2 separate regions of the Gossypium hirsutum genome follow, and region 1 is linked to region 2. The links are chromatin contacts, called in public Hi-C maps. All regions are on one chromosome and are shown on one strand. The core of a region is the stretch at or near the end of the contact, and the rest is flanking DNA. Distances in the headings are between cores, read along the strand shown. Region 1 holds the start of LOC121218477 (protein PELPK1). Region 2 holds the start of LOC107940278 (peptidyl-prolyl cis-trans isomerase FKBP12).

Region 1 (5,435 bases), core at 734-3,233, 440 kb after region 2:
TTTTTTGATTTCTTTTTTTGTGTTTTTTTTTGTTCGATTTCTATTTCTTCCAAAAAAAACTCCCATTACAATCTGTTTTTTATGGCTTTTATAGCCATTACATTGCATATTATTTTCTACTGTTTCGTGACTGTTTGTGTATCTACTCCTGTCCTTTTCTTCCTTTTTCCTTGCAAGTAGTGGTTGAGGAGCGGTTGATGATGACAGAGGCTAGGAGTAGCGGCAGCACTAGGGTCCGATGCTAGGGCTAGATTAGGGTTTTTGTTTAGTTTTAAAATAGTTTAGGTATTATGGGCTTTAGGGTTTTTTTATTTGGGCCACTTGGGCTTGATGTAATTTTCGTCTAATATTTGTAAAAGGACCTGACTGTTATTGAACTTTTATTTATTTTAATTTTGTTTATTATATTTTTTGTTTGTTGGGCGGGGCAGAATTGGCATGTTACAAGGATATTTAGAGTTTTAACTTAGATAAGATAATTAGGAATTTAATTAATAGGTTAAATAAAATTTTAGATTTTAGTTAAGATAATTTAGAGTTTAAATTAAATTAGTATAATTAAAATTTTAATTTATTTAAAAAGAGTTCTAATAAAATGGTAAGTATAAAAATATTTAAACTGAAATTTTAGGGATTATAGGTTAGACCCTAATTCAGTTAAGAATATGGTACATATTATATTACAATATTATAACAAGTATTTGATATTTTATTTTATTTATTTCATTTTTGGTTGTGTATTATATTACAATAATTATTTGTTATTATTTATTAAAATTTTAAGTGGAATTTTTTTAAATGTAATTAAGATTGAATCATACATGATTATCAATAACATACTAAAATAGCTAACATTGAATTAAAACTTGTAATTATATCATCATATATTTATACATGTCTTAACTTGTAAAAAGTTTAAACAAGACGGTGCAATTTATAATTAATAGTAGAAGAGTATAATGATCAAGCTATGTTAAACTAACAATACATGCAATATCATTAAAGTAAAATACATAACATAAACTTCATTAAAACATAAATCAAGCCAAGTGATGTTAACATTAGATACAACATTCAAAATTAATTTCACTAGAACATACAATATAACATAAACTATATCCATTCAGAATCTCTATGCAAAGAGATTCACCATTGGTGCATGGAGGAATGCGCACACACAGTTCCCGCTCACCATCTTTTTTATTAACTATATAATTACTATATATCATGAAATTACTGCATGATGATGGCACATGCACCAGTGTCATATGGTTCAAGGCTTAGTGACCGAGCCAGATTGAATAAACATGGACTTCGGCCATTCAGGCATTTTAGCCCACTCAGGGTACTCGGCCTTTTTCTCGGGTTTTTTCTCCACTTCTTTTTCATGCTTTGGGAACTCATGTTTATGTTCCTTACCCTCATCTTGTTTTTCTTTGTACTCGTGTATTTTCGGATATTCAACTTCGTGTTTCTCGTGCTCTTTAGATTTTTCCCATTTAGGGAACTCGGGTTTTTCTTTCTCGTACTCTTCGTGCTCCTTCGATTCGTATGACTCGTGGTACTCTTCATGTTTATGTTTCTTATCCTCATCTTGTTTTTCCTTGTACTCGGGTATTTTCGGATATTCGACTTCGTGTTTCTCGTGCTCTTTAGGCTTTTCCTGTTTGGGGAACTCAGGTTTTTCTTTCTCGTACTCTTCATGTTGTTTGCAGGGTTTTTTTTTTTCCTCCTTGTGCATTTCAGGCTTCTCATGTTTGGGGTACTCTTCGTGATACTTTGGCTGTTTGTATTCTGACTTTTCATATTCAAACTCTTCGTGCTTTTCGTATTTTGAAGCCAATTGTGGCAGCTCCGATAAGGTTGTTTGTGTCTCGAATAAACGTCGAGCCGTTGCCGAGACAGTGTGGCTACCGATCATTGGTGAGACACAAATGAGAAAAAGTTGGAAAAGGAAGAAAGGGTGACGAATGTTATGAGCCATGGTTTACAAAATAGAAAGCAAAGAATTTTTAGTGTATTTGTGTGTGGATTGTTGTCTATGTGTAGCAAGCCTTTTATAGGAGAGGATGAGAGATGGTTTGGTGGGATTTGGCTCCACGTTGTTTGTACCAATTTCTCATCTACATACTTGACTTTATGGTGGGATCATGCTAAGAAGGTGCTCAATCTGTATCAAATACTTTTACGTAAATATAAAAAATATAACTCCCGAAAAAATATTATAGAAATGAAGTATATATATATAAAATAATTTTTTTTTATTTAGATAATAGTTTGCGAGAGCATTTGGTCCAATGTAAGATTATTTTTCATAATAGGATTACAAGAATATAATATTACAAGCGGGATGTTCTGTATGTTATATTATCTTATTTCATTCATTTGATTTGAATTTTTGTGTTTGGTTAATAGAAATTGAGATTACCTAAATTTACATTTTTACTAAATTGTCTTTGTTATAGAATTTGTTCTCTTAATGTTTCTTAGTCTCAATTTCTATAAAATTATGATAATTTATTATAATTTATGTATTCATAAGTACATATACAAATGTTGAAATAAATTTATAAATCATAGTTAGAATAATTAGTGGAAAGTGATTGTATCACCAATCATAATTATAATCATAATTAATATACTAATAAATAAATATAATAATTATAATTTTAAAGTATAACATGAATTGTTTCAATATTAAGAAAAAAAATATTTTTAATTAGATTTAAATTTTATTTGGAAAAAAATAGACTAAATTAATTTAAATAATAAAAATAAAAATAAATTTATTCAAAATTTAATATTATGCTTTTAATTTAAAGTTAATTACACTTTATATTACTATATTTTAATATTATTTGTACGAGATTATAGTATGGGATGTTCAAAATATTAAGAATCTAAATAACATAATTTTATTTTAAAATATAATATTACATTCCGTAATATAAAATTCCACCAATCAATTTTTTTTTTTGGGTGTGACCAGCCCACCTTGTTTTAATTTCATTTTAACATTATTCTGTGAGCAGTTGAACTAAACAAAGTGCCTTTTTCCATTATAAGCAAAATTTGGCTCATTGAAGGCAGCTCAAACTTTGATCACTCTTGGGTAGACCAGCCAACTGCTTGCAAAAATTATAATGTTATATACTTTACGTATCTCCTGGATCACTCTTGGGTAGACCAGCCAACTGCTTGCAAAAAGTATAATGTTATATACTTTACGTATCTCCTCACTGTCACATTCACGAAAGTTTTGTTCTTCTACTACATAAAAGAAAAGCTTCTTTAAAAATGTTCATGGATTTTGAACTTTGTGTTAGGCTCAGTTTTAGGCCCAGTCACAGTCAAATCAGAAGACTTGGATGAAGCATACCAAAGTCGGTCCAAATTCTCATAGATGAACTATGTCAACAAGCCACTATATTGAATCCCAGATAGTATATAGAAGTTGCTTTAAGACCATTAATTATTATGACATATTTCATTTTCAAAGAAAAATATATTTGAAAAATACGACATTAATAGGAGGGACAGCCATAAACTTTAAACATGAACTGTAAAACAGATATAAAATATACTCAAAAAAATTGCTTTGGGAAGCACCGTATCAGATATTCTCATTCCGATATGCCATGGAAAAGTTATCTGATGCTACAATTTAACCCATAACATCCATAAAAATTTAGGATTGAAGAAAGGGTTACAAATGTTTGAGGTTGAAACCTTAGACCTACTGGATGAACCGAGAAAACTCGGGACATAATGGAACATCGAATCATGTATCTTTCCATGTAGCAATCAAACAAATTGATATTAAGTTGAAAATTGTTATCAAATGAATTAGAATTACAACATACAAAATCAATTTTCCAACACCAGGTCCCCTATATTCTTTTCTACATCCTTTTCAACCACAGATACAGAAGCAAACATATTATTACAACTAAGTAGTTATTCCTTGATATCACAAGGAATAAACATTATTAGACTGCATTGACACTTAACACTTACGAATCAAGTAAACTGTGAACGGAACAGCGAATGCGGAAGCAACAGATAAAAAAGATAAGATGGACCGAGAAGGTTAGCACCAAAATAATCGGTCCTTCACTACAACTCTGGTTTTTCCATTCATGATGCTTCCCTTGTAATCCAATGTCCATTTCTCGAAAGTACAGTTGACAAAGTCATAGTAGCCACCGTGCAGAGAAAGCATCCCTTTGTTCACCTTTTCTTCTATCCATGGATAAGTAAGCAGGTTCAACAGTGAAGTGTTGATTGATTCCTGAAAAAAAAATATAATAAAATTCATCATTCGATTTTACTTTTTAAGCTACTTCACCCTTTCTGGCAAACATGAAATGCATATAATACAGATAAAATCCCGAAGAAGAATATTTGTGTTGGACCAAACACAATCAAACTAAAAGGGAATGAGAGTACCTTCTCGCAGTGCGTGCATTGCTGGTCAAAACTGAGGTTTGAAGCAGCAGCCTTTGTACTTAGTTTTGCATTCTTTCCGACAGTAACCCAACTCCGGATAAAGCTACTGAAACAAGAGAGTTTATCTAAGAAACAGTGCATACAGAATTAATAGCTCTTGTCAGAAGATGCTAATGGTAGATTAGATTAGATTGCTAAAAACAAGTTGATTTTCTAACTAAACCTTGATTCCGCTTTATCTTGCATACTCATGAGGGCACGAATGCCACCACAGCAGCTATGACCAATGATGAAAACATTTTCAACCTGCGAAAGTAACATATCATTAAAAGTTGTACTTCGAGAGGTGGCATAACACGGATATTATAAAGATGAAAGACTTACTTCAAGTGAATTTACAGCAAATTCCAGTGCAGCATTAGTTTCCGATGGGCCACTCTGCACAAACAGAAAGGAAAGGAAAGTGAATAGAATTTACAATATCAATTCCTAAGATCAAAACTAAACCTAAGTGAAATAAAAGCACAGCAGTATAAACCTCATATGTTGGCACCATATTCGCAACATTGCGAACCATGAAGGCTTCTCCTGGTTCAAATCCCAAGATGGTTGAAGGGCATACCCTTGAATCTGCACAGGCAATCACCATAAACTGTTCTAGAAATGGTTAGCATAAATATCACTGTATCTCACAAGCAATCACTGCATGATAACATAGGTCATAGCAAAAAAACAACTACAATGAAACATTGGAAGGAACATCATTACTTTAGGAGCTTGACCCTTGGCGAGTGCTTGATAGCGTTCCAAGTTTTCCCTGCTCAAACATAAAAATGGATCAAATGACAATAACACTTCTAATTCAAAGCTAAAACAACTCAGTCCAGATTTTGCAGCTTACATATATTTATGGCTTTTGAAACTGAGAAACCCATTCTTCAACTTGCCAAACAAATCACAACCACTTTCCATTTCCATTATGCCGT
Region 2 (5,308 bases), core at 1,223-3,722:
TTACAATTATAAGTATCAAAAATTGATAATTTTTAACAAAATGATCAATTTGCTTTTTTGATCTAAGATACAAAAATTAATATATCTATTTTTTGAGTAAAAGGGATAAAATACAATACAATACACAACCTTCATTTCAGAGAAAATGTTAATAACAAAATGTAAATTTGCAGTAATGGATGAAACAAACCTTATTATAAAACTCAGATCTTAATTAGCTCAAAGAAGCACAAAAATGCATGTGGGCCGGGCTTGAGAAGAACAAATAAAGTCAATAGCTTACCTGGAGAAACTGCTGCGGAGTATCTTATATTATTAGAAGAAAAAGTCACCACTGAAGAGCTGTCATACATGAATAAGATGACTCATATTGATACTCATTTAATATTCATACATGCTACCCCATAATATCTATATATGTTCATCGCAGGTGAGTTATTCGGGCTACATATTATTTCTCGACAGTCACCAACTGCCTGCTACTCACTTCAAGCTTAGGACTTCAATCTCGAATTCGAGAACCGAGTTTGGCTGTATTCCCCATGCAGGAAACCCACCAGCACCATAAGCATAGTCTGGGGAGCACTGCAGACATGTATAAAAAAGTCAATCAGAAGCTTCATCAAAGCATGCAGGGACCCTCGGCGGACCGAGGGACAAGATATTGCATTTCCAACAAATCCAACACATACAGAAACTTGAGCTGTCATAACGTAGGTTATGACACAACATATAGAAACAGGCACCCTGATTCTTTTCTTGAAAACAAAAAGGAAAGGAAGAGATAAAACAACAAGAGTTTGGAATTTTGTGGTATTGATTTATCAACCTTGCATTGGGAGGTCCAAGATATACTTTTATGATATGAATTATCATTCATGGCATTGATCTAAACATTTCAACTTCAAATATGTAATTGCAGTACAACTAAGTACACTTGAAATGAATTCAGAGTTTGATGAAACAGTACCCGAAGACGAGCAACTTCTGCCACTTGCATTCCCATCACACCTTCATCCCATCCTACAAAAGGTTGAACATAACTTTTAGTTCCCCCCAAGATGAGGTACTAGGTATTCCACAATGAGAAATAAGACGTGCAAAAAAATAAGAAATAGAAAGAGTAAAGGCAGTCACCGCAAATAAGCAATGCTTGTTTCCTAAGTTTCAAAAAAGCATCAAGCATTCTTTCTTCTTTTTTCCTTCTCAATAGATATTGAGTTCAACCAACATGCACATTATAGTTTGTCCTAAATAACAAATTCTTTTACACACATTACATTATAAAATCACCTCTTCACCAATCTATAAAGTGGAGTGTTATATAGATCATCAAGTTATGGTCTCGATTGACATAATTATGACAAATTTATAAGCATTCAGTCAGTCATCTATCAATTACACAACTTGATGGGGAAAAAAACATGAAATTTCATCACTTCCAATGGTCAATGAGGTTGATGTCACCAACAAAAAATGCATTCGGATATAACAAAAGACAAGGTGCTATAGAAGACAATGGTAAAAACAAGTTCTACTAGAAAATAAACCACCATTCAAATCGAATATTTCGATATATCAAACTTTATGACACAACTCGAACCGATGCATTCACATTCATTAATCAAAATACCCAGAAAATAAAGTTTCCTGCTTTAGTAAAAAAAACCATCAAATTTTGTGGAATATTATGGAACTCAGCAAGGTAGGAACCTAGCAACAAGCAATTAAAATTTACCTTTTATAACAGAGCCCTTGCCAATTTGGAAAGAGAAAGGTTGCTGCCCTGGATCCTTTGTGCTAAAAAATGGATACAAACAGAGAAATAATCAATAATTCAATATTAACAAAGCTGTGTTAGAAAGAAGAGAAAAAAAAAACCCCAATTCATCATTCTGGTAGAAAACCATTACTCACCTCCAGAATTTCTCAGACAAATCTCCATTTTTCCCTGCACCCAACAAAATATTATCATCAAACATAGAAACAAAAAAATCGTGTAAACAGCACAGAAAAGCAAGCAGTCTTTCATCAAATTAGGGCGTTTAGGGAAAACCCTTTTGATTAAATAAAATATTGATGACTCAAAAATGAAAAAAACGAAACAGATTTTTTTCCAGTCAGAGAGAAAAGCAGAGAAAGAGAAATAGCAACCGTATCCAGTACAGTGAACGGTGACGGTCTGACCGGGAGTGGGTTTGGGACCGGTTCCAGGCCTGATGACTTGCTTCTCTACTCCCATTTTTCAGGTTTGAATGACGATCTAACAGGATTTTCTTAGGGTTTTTGCTTTCTGTTGTCGGCGGTAATTATCAGGTAGTCAATAAATATAGTCGAGATTCGAGAGTATTGCAGGCAAACCCGCGCCGGGAGGGGGGTGGATCGTGGAAAACCGGAACGGGCCAGGCCCATTATAGGATGCTTTGGTTAAAATTAGATTGAGGGTTTTGTTATGGGTAGAGGGCCACGGGTGATTTCAGGTTGGTTCACTTCTATACGTAATATTAATATGAAATGTATTTAGGAATTCTCTCTATTATATTATATGTATAGAAATTGATAAAATTAATTTCTTTTGTTATTAAATGGGTCAGTTTAAAGTTTTTTTTAGGAGATTTTTAGTCTCCGGTGAGGCGAGTTTACTCTTAGTTTTGGTATAAACGCACCACAATCATCCGTTTGGATGAGCTGTGACGTGTTTCAGTCCAATTTTTGTACTACATTGAAGCTCTCAGTTTTGACTAAAGCATTGCCCTACAGTGAAAAAGAAGGAGCCATTTGTTGACAATAATGCCTATACGGAGCCATTTGTTGACAATAATGCCTATACTTTTATTTATAATTATTGTACAGCCTAATTTTGGCCCGGACTGAACAGTCCCAAACCAAACAATTGTTAACAGTCCATTTTACAAATCCAAGCCCAATAAACCCAAACCCATTTTACAGAAAATTTGACCCAATTCCTATTGGCCCCAATAGGCCCAAAAGACTAAACTAGGAAACCCTAGGGTTTCTATGCCAGCAACTTAGGCACCGCCCTGTCCCATCGCCCGTACCACCAGCTCCGACTGTACCTGCAAAATGGAAAAGAAACACGCAAAGCAGAAAAGAAGCAGCAGACAACACAGAGCAGTAGCAAGAAACTTAAAAATATTGTATTGAAATGGCTATAAAAGCCAGATCCGAGTGTAATATAATGGGGGGATTTTCAAAAATCAAAAAGCAAAAAATAAAAAAGGAGTTAAGGTTCTTATTTTTTTCTTTTATTTTTCCTTATTTTCGAATCGGTTTCCTTCATCTTTCAATTCATATATATAATAAAAATAAGAAAGGAGAAGAGGGCTTACCCTTTTTGAGACCGCCGAGGAAAAAGGGGAAGATTTCGGCGGCCGACGCGGCGGCGGACGGCGACTACCGGAGCCGGAGTTCTTGCCGGAGCTCACAGACAAAAGGAGAGAAGAGAGAATTTGAGAGAATTTGTTTTTATTTTTTTGAGGAAGTGAGAAAAATGATTTTTTTTAAAAAAAAAATTTGGTTTATATAATGTTGCAAAACGGCGCCGTTCTGAGCCTTAGCTTAAGGCGCCAAAACGACGCCGTTTAAGGTCCTGACCAGGACGCGCGACCCGACCCTCCTGAAGGATCCGCGCTTTTTTTAAAAAAGGGTTATTTAACCTTTAAGGCTTTCCGCATTTTTGTTATGTTTTAATCCAATCCTTTTTACTTTTAATTTTTGCCTTTAATTTCGACTTTGTTTCGATTTAGTCCCCTAAGGGACTGTGCGCTTTGGGACAGGGGATATTTCCCTAATGAGTCTCTCCTCCCTTACGCATGTCTCATTTTAGTCCAAATTCTAGCTTTCCTTTTTAATTTATCCCTTAAAGTTCATTTCTTTTTATCTTGGTCCCTTTTTGTTCTTTTTGTTATTTTATTAACTAATTTAATATTATTGTTACTATAATTATATTTTATTTTTATGCTTTTTATTTGCTATTATTATTATTATTATTACTTTCATTCTTTTATTACTATTGTTGTTGCTATTTCTCTTGTTGTTTTTATTATTATTTATATTATTGTTAGTATTATTATTATTCCTTAGTTTATTATTATTATTATTTTATCATTATTTTCTATTATTGTTATTATCAATACACTATTATTATTCTTATTAATGTATTACTATTATTTTCTACTTTATTATTATTATATTATAACTATTGCTATCATCATATTATTAAACTAATTAATTTTATATTGGTTCTGTCACATTATATATTTTTTTCCTTTTGCATTTATCTACATTATTATTACTATTATTATTATCATTATTTTTGAACATATCATGTATTTTAAATTATTATCAATTTTAAATTTTTTACATATATTATTTCTTTTAAATTGTCATACGTAGTATTTATTTTGAATTTTTTTATATGTATCTTTGTATTTTAAATTATTATATATATACATATTATTTTTTAAAAATATTTCTATATATTATTTAGTTGTATCGTTTTATATGATAAATTGTGTTAAATTCTCTTTATTATTTATTATAAACCTTTCTACTATTATCAATTTTAAAATTTCACATGTTATTTATATTAAACTTTTGTACATATCTTCCATATGTTAATTATTTTAAATTATTATTTTTTACGATATTATTTATTCTAAACCTTTATACGCAATTTTAAATTATTTTTTTGAATTATTATTTTAAGTTATTCTATTTATATTATTATGTTATCTTGTAAATTAATGATTTTAAATTGTTTAATATCATTTACTTTAAATTATTTTCTATAGTGTCTATTTCAAGCTTGTTTTTCCTATATGTTATTCGTCTAGAATCGTCTTATTGCTTATTTTTAATTGTTCGTATTGTTCATTTCATTTCTCTTTAATTATTAATATTTAAATAATGTATGTTGAGTGATTATTGTCATTGTGTGTACTATAATTCGTTCACTTATTTTCATACTATTGTCACTTCTTTGTATAGTATTTTATCCATGTATATTGTTTCATGTTTGTAATTTCGCCTTTCATTCGTAATTGTCGCATTGTAATTTTCAACTTATTGATCCTAAATTCATGATTCCATTTCACTTCAAGTCAAATTAATGTATTTTGGGTCGACTTTGTAAAACAAAGGTGAAGTTTGATGTTTAGAAATTCGAGGGATCATGCCCTAATGTGTTGGGTTTCGATCTTTTGTTTGTTTAAATAATCAAATTTCCCTTTAAAATTTCGTCCGCGTTTTCTAAACCTTAAAACAAAGGCGATGTTTGATATCTAGA

What was found. A called contact is a pair of places that touch in the nucleus more often than the background predicts.
Region 1: a contact with region 2 is called in a Hi-C map of leaf, with 2.2 times the contacts expected there. The contact joins the promoter of LOC121218477 here to the promoter of LOC107940278 in region 2. A contact is called at or near these places in 4 of 34 Hi-C or Micro-C datasets (hypocotyl and leaf).

Annotation. Positions count from the first base shown.
Region 1 is chrA03:109,886,367-109,891,801 of Gossypium_hirsutum_v2.1, forward strand. It overlaps LOC121218477 (protein PELPK1), which reads right to left and starts at 1,984. Exons shown (of 1, transcript XM_041095680.1): 1 at 1,274-1,984. The coding sequence starts at 1,984. The coding sequence ends at 1,274. LOC107887010 (beta carbonic anhydrase 5, chloroplastic) reads right to left here. Exons shown (of 9, transcript XM_016811139.2): 3 at 5,351-5,435; 4 at 5,218-5,266; 5 at 4,988-5,101; 6 at 4,834-4,887; 7 at 4,673-4,755; 8 at 4,450-4,555; 9 at 3,799-4,291. The coding sequence ends at 4,091.
Region 2 is chrA03:109,443,471-109,448,778 of Gossypium_hirsutum_v2.1, forward strand. It overlaps LOC107940278 (peptidyl-prolyl cis-trans isomerase FKBP12), which reads right to left and starts at 2,473. Exons shown (of 5, transcript XM_016873715.2): 1 at 2,155-2,473; 2 at 1,918-1,951; 3 at 1,739-1,800; 4 at 971-1,023; 5 at 280-585. The coding sequence starts at 2,242. The coding sequence ends at 484.